Linked DNA regions of Mus musculus: region 2 is linked to region 1. Evidence: chromatin contacts called from public Hi-C data. All regions are on one chromosome and are shown on one strand. Each heading gives the region's core, a stretch centred on a gene start, on an enhancer-like site or on the middle of the called end of the contact. The rest is flanking DNA. Distances are from core to core; before and after follow the strand shown.

Region 1 (2,700 bases), core at 110-2,609:
TAAGTTGCTTCTGGTCATGGTGTTTCATCCCAGCAACAGTAACTAAGACAGCACTCATTCCGTTCAGTCTTCAATCTCAAAACATGATAGGGTTCTCATGAAACAGAGGGAATCTAGAGCGCTAGACATGCAGGTGCACAGGAAGAAAGGCGAGGGCCAGAGCATTGGGGAAGGGGAGTCCCAGAAACACCAGCATTTGGGGACCAGAGCATTGGGGAAGAGAAGCCCCAGAAATACCAGCAACTCCTGAGGAGGCAGAACTGGGAACATTAGAGGAAAGTCAGAAAAAAAAGCGTCCAGAAATATCCCATCCTGCCCAGCTGCCGCTGAGCTAAGTTAGAGTGTGGAATCCACAGGACAGTTCCCCAGCCTGATGGATAGAAGGAGGTAGATGAAACAGCATGTGGAGTCCTGTCTTCTCCTGGAGCTCGTTGGGAAGATGCTCTCTAGAGCTGAGGAGCTGTGCACCAGGGGAGTTCATGAGGTTTCCAGGTGGCCTAGGAAGGGTGCGGTTTAGGAAGCTTGCTGTCCTGATGACTAGCTGAGAAAGGCAGGAGTGATGGCAGGTTGAGACGTAAAGCGTCCTTAAGCCATATCAATATCAATATCATATCAATAACGGTCTCTCCTGAGAAGAGCTGACGATCACCTAATCACTTGCCTGATGCCCCAAGTTCCATGAAAAGCAAACCGTAAGTAAGCAGGCTTGCAATGTAGCTCTCAATGCCTGCCTAGCGTGCATGAAGCCCTGGGCTCAACCGACAGCCTTGAAGGACCTGGGAGTCATGGTCCATACCTGTAACCATGGTCCCTACCTGTAATCTCAGCACTCAGGACATAAAGACAGAGGACCAGAAGTTCAAAGTTATTCTTGGCTATATAATAAGAAAGTATGAAAGTAGCCTTAGATGCATGGGGCTTATATAAAAAGGAGAGAGAGAGAGAAGAGAAGAGAAGAGGAGAGGAGAGGAGAGGAGAGGAGAGGAGAGGAGAAGAGAAGAGGAGAGAGAGAGAGAGAGAGAGAGAGAGAGAGAGAGAGAGAGGAGGGAGGCAGGGGGAGGAAGGAAGGAAGGAAGGAAGGAAGGAAGGAAGGAAGGAAGGAAGGAAGGAAGGAAGGAAGAAAGGAAGGAAGGAAGAAAGGGTGTGGTGGACAGCCTGCATCCTTGACCACTGGCACAGGCAAGGGACTGCTAGCTATTTTCAGGGTTCACTTCTGTAGAATTTGTCCTCTTGAAGCTGGCCCAGAGTGGATAGACCTAGCTTAGTTGTTGAAGGAAATGGCTTGATATTTGAGTATTGGTTGGGTCTGAGTCATGTAACTGGCACCCCAGACGCTAACAATGGGATTCCACTAAGTAAAGCTGTGGGTGATGGGAGTGTGTCACCACCACCCACAGATGTTGTATAGTTGCCGTTCTCTGTTGTACGGGAGAAGAGCTCACATGTGCAAGGATCTTTGTTCTGACTTGCTCTGTCAGCATTTCACCCAAAGTTCACTGTAGGGTCTCAGGCGTCGTGTCGGCTGGACAAACAGTCCTGTCCATGAACAGCTGTGGGATTCATTCCACTAACATGATTGCAGTGCACGTGAGCACAAGGCTGTCAGCTGGCCTCCTTGATGGCTGAGATTGGGGCTATCTTGGCTTCTTCCATCCAGACCTTGATTCCCTTATCTGAACTCTACACCATACCCACCTCTTTTTTCTTCAGTACTTCTCTGAAGCTGCCGGACAGTCTACGTGGCTTCCTGCTTGCTTTTAAAACACCAGGCAGCTGCTCTGCTCTGACTCCAGCATAGCCAAATTCCAGTTTGTTTCTACCTGCTACTTGTGTCATCCTGGGGACCTGATCCCCTCCTTCTATTTCTTGCAGAGACCCATATGTCAGTTGTTTCTGGTTCTTCTCTTTCTGCGGCCTTTCATGTCTGGGGCCTTCTTCTCTTTTGTGTCTTAATTCAGACAACTTGAATGTCTTTGCCTAACTGTATCTAAAATACCTCCTCATCCTTGTTTTGACAAGTCAAGGACTTTCCTCTAAAGCATCTCTGAGACTCAATGATGATCTTAATTATTCCCCTGTTGGCTTTTGCCTCCTTCATCTCACAGTCACTGCAGTGGAATGTAAATTTGTCAGGGGTGTGTGTGTGTGTATGTGTGTGTGTGTGTATGTGCACGTGTGTGTGCTTGCATATGTGCATGCCTGTGTGTGTGTACACAATTTTCAAGCTACCGTCTACCTTGCTTTTTTGAGATCTGGTCTTTCACTAGCCTGGAGTTCACTTAGGTTAGGGAGCCCGGCCAGGTAATTCTGGAGATCCAGGTGTCTCCACACACCCTCCATCGCTAACCTCATTACTGGGATTACAAGCACATACTGTTAGGGCTGGCTTTTTCATTATGTGTGTTTGGGGGATCGAACTCAGGTCTTCAGACTCCTGAGGCAAGCAGTTTACCAGCTGAGCCATCTCCTTTGGAGAGCATAGCTTTGACTATGACACACACATGTGCTGATGAGTTCGAAAAGGAGAGAAGGAAGGGAGGGAGGGAGGGAGGGAGGGAGGGAGGGAGGGAGGGAGGAACAAATAAACAAAAAGTGGGTAAAAGTTAGAAGTGCTTGGGAAAAGTCCAAAGTTTCTGGGTTTCCCCCAAGTACAGGCAGGCAGTACTAGTGAAGTCACCCACGTGAGCCTTTACTAACATT
Region 2 (2,700 bases), core at 141-2,640, 56 kb after region 1:
AGTTGCATCAAAAATGGTTTTGTGTGTTGGGGGGGTGCATACATGTGAGTTATAGACAGATGCACTTGTGGATACATGTAGAGTCCAGAGCAGGGCACTCGGCAGCTGCCTTCCTCTATTATTCTCCACATTATTACTTTGTGACAGGGCATCTTACTGAACAATAAAGCTTGCCATTTGGACAAGACTGGCAGCCTCTTAGATCTTTGGATCCATCGGTCTCTTCAATCCAGTGCTGGAGTTGCAGGCATGCTTAGCCATGTGAGACTTTTTACATGGACACTGAACATTCAAACTCAGGAGCATAATCTTACAGAAAGCAAATTTTCTTACCCACTGGTTCATTCTTGCACCTAAAAATGACTTTGATATGGCCAGTTCTTGATATTTTCTTTCTATAAGTAAAACACACACACACACACACACACACACACACACGCACGCACGCACACACACACACACACACACACACACGCACACGCACACGCACACGCACACGCACACGCACACGCACACACACACACACAGTCATGATAGTAAAGAGAGCCACATACAGAGAAGATCATAGAACTCATGTGGCCAATAGCCAACATTAGATCAACCAAGCCTGGGAGTCCAGGCTTGTCACTCCATCATTCAGGAGCCAGAGGATGGGAAATTATGAGTTCAAGGCCAGTTTGTGGTACATGAGATTTTAATTTAAAAAGCAAACCATAGTTTTCCTAATGCATTTGTGTTAATATATTAGTATATATGTGTTAGTACACATGTTAGCGCATGCATGATAGACACATATTAAATACACACATGTGTATGGTACACATGTGTATGGTACACATGTGTATGGTACACATGTGTGAATTACTTGCTTCCAGAACCATTTTCTTATTTTCTATACTCCTTAAATAGAGTCTAACAAGGCTTAGATAGTTTCTTTTTTAAAACCAATGTGTGTGTTGGTGACAATAAGTGAGTATGTATGCGAGCGCACATACATGCACTGTGCTCCTGTAGAGGCCAGAGGTCATTTGAAGGTGTCTTCCTCTATCACTGTCTGCCTCACTTTCTGAGGTGTCTTTTACTATACCTGACGCTCACCACTTCAGCTGTATCTCGGTGAATCATGAGATCCACCCATCTTGCTGTCCAGCCAGTCCTGGGGTTCCAGGTACACTCCACTATGCTCAGCTCTGATGTGGCCGCTGGGGGATCTGAACTCAAGTTTGTGTGATTGTACAGGAAGCGCATTGCCCACGGAGCCAACTCTTGAGCCCCAGAACTAATCTCCCATCCTCAATAATTTCCATAACTCTCATAGAAGCAGCTGATTCAACAAGCTCTGTAATTGTGCACTGTGTAAAAACCCCACGTGTGTCTTCAGAGGTCTTTATAGTAAGGCTGACCACACTATCCTCATCTGCCCATATCTCCGACTGTGACTTCTGGAGTCGTCAGCGGTTTCACTGGAGTCGAGTGCCAAGCCTGCTGGCAGAGGGTACCATTCTCTGGAAATCTCATCCTCTCTTCCGTCCCTAATTCGTTGAGTTTCTGTCACCTTTCCCGGCATCCAAACTTCGCATCAGCAGAGGAAAAATGTCAAGTGTGACCAGGCTTGCCTAGTACAAGCTTCGCCTTAGAGACACTAGCTGAGAGCCAGCTTTGTGTAGCACCCTCCTCCAGCTCAGTGAGGAATGAACAATGAAGTCTAACCAACTGTCCACATCCAGAATTTCAGAAATCGAATAGTACATAAACCAGAGAAGTAGAAAATGCCGGGAAAGGGCCATGGAACAAAACCTAGGGCAAGGCAAGGATCCAACCCGAAACTCTGCGGCCAGAGTGGTCTTTCCAGCACATTGAACAGCACTGAGTGTCTCCCAGGGTCCTGATTGCTGTGATTACTCTGCTCTCAAAGCTTATCCTGAGAAGCATTGGAGCCAGTTGCCATACTTAAAGGTTATTGCTGCCAAACATTGTCTGTTTATGCTTCCTAATAGCTCTGCGGAGACGTTTAATTTTACAAGCTTTGTATTGAACATTTTAAATATTTATTTGTGTCTTTGTGTGTGCACAAAATTTTAAATATTTATTTGTGTGTGTTCACAAATACACACACACACACACACACACACACACACACACACACACACACACGGGACAGCAAGGCAGTGAGTGAGTGACCTGTGCTCACAAGGGAGGAATACACTTGTGTGTCATAGCGTGTGTAAAGGTGAGAGAATAACTTTTGAAAAGTTGGTTCTCACCTTCCAGCTTGTTGATTCTTGGTTGCCTTCTTGTTGATTCTTGGTCGCCTTCCCTGTTGATTCTCGGTTGCCTTCTTGTTGATTCTTGGTCGCCTTCCCTGTTGATTCTGATGCGTGGCATGGTCCGAGTTAGCTGGTCTGGGAGCTTCTAGGCTGTCTCCATCTCCCGTTTCCGTATCTCCCTGTAGATGTGCTGAGACTGAAGATGCTCACTTCTGAGTGAGCACCTGTAGTCACTATAGCTTTTTACATGGCTCAAGGATACCTTGGACTTCTGATCCTCCTGCCTCCGTTTGTATGTCACTATCATTTAACTCTAGTCTGAAGGGACAGCATATGTGAAAGTCATAAGAACAGTGGCACTAAAGGCAAAATTTCTAGGCAGGTTCTGGGGACAGAACACAAGCCACGAGTAACGAGTTATCTTTCCTTTTTT

The links. A called contact is a pair of places that touch in the nucleus more often than the background predicts.
Region 2: a contact with region 1 is called in a Hi-C map of muscle stem cells, with 1.8 times the contacts expected there. The contact joins two enhancer-like sites. A contact is called at or near these places in 4 of 39 promoter capture datasets (the C10 cell line, the HPC-7 cell line, hippocampal neurons and 1 more), 6 of 484 Hi-C or Micro-C datasets (cerebral cortex, cortical neurons, forebrain and 2 more) and 2 of 9 other capture datasets (liver and pancreatic islet).

What each region holds. Positions count from the first base shown.
Region 1 is chr9:115,928,877-115,931,576 of GRCm38.p6, forward strand. The region is part of intron 1 of Gadl1 (glutamate decarboxylase-like 1); the gene reads left to right. Among named protein-coding and RNA genes, the nearest start is that of Gadl1, 21 kb to the left of the region's middle. Within about 2 kb of position 1,360, at least 5 of the 459 cell types and tissues checked have an H3K27ac peak or open chromatin away from gene starts, as enhancers often do. A contact at or near this core is called in muscle stem cells, where this site is marked.
Region 2 is chr9:115,984,556-115,987,255 of GRCm38.p6, forward strand. The region is part of intron 11 of Gadl1 (glutamate decarboxylase-like 1); the gene reads left to right. Among named protein-coding and RNA genes, the nearest start is that of Gm31234, 7.9 kb to the left of the region's middle. Within about 2 kb of position 1,391, at least 1 of the 459 cell types and tissues checked has an H3K27ac peak or open chromatin away from gene starts, as enhancers often do. A contact at or near this core is called in muscle stem cells, where this site is marked.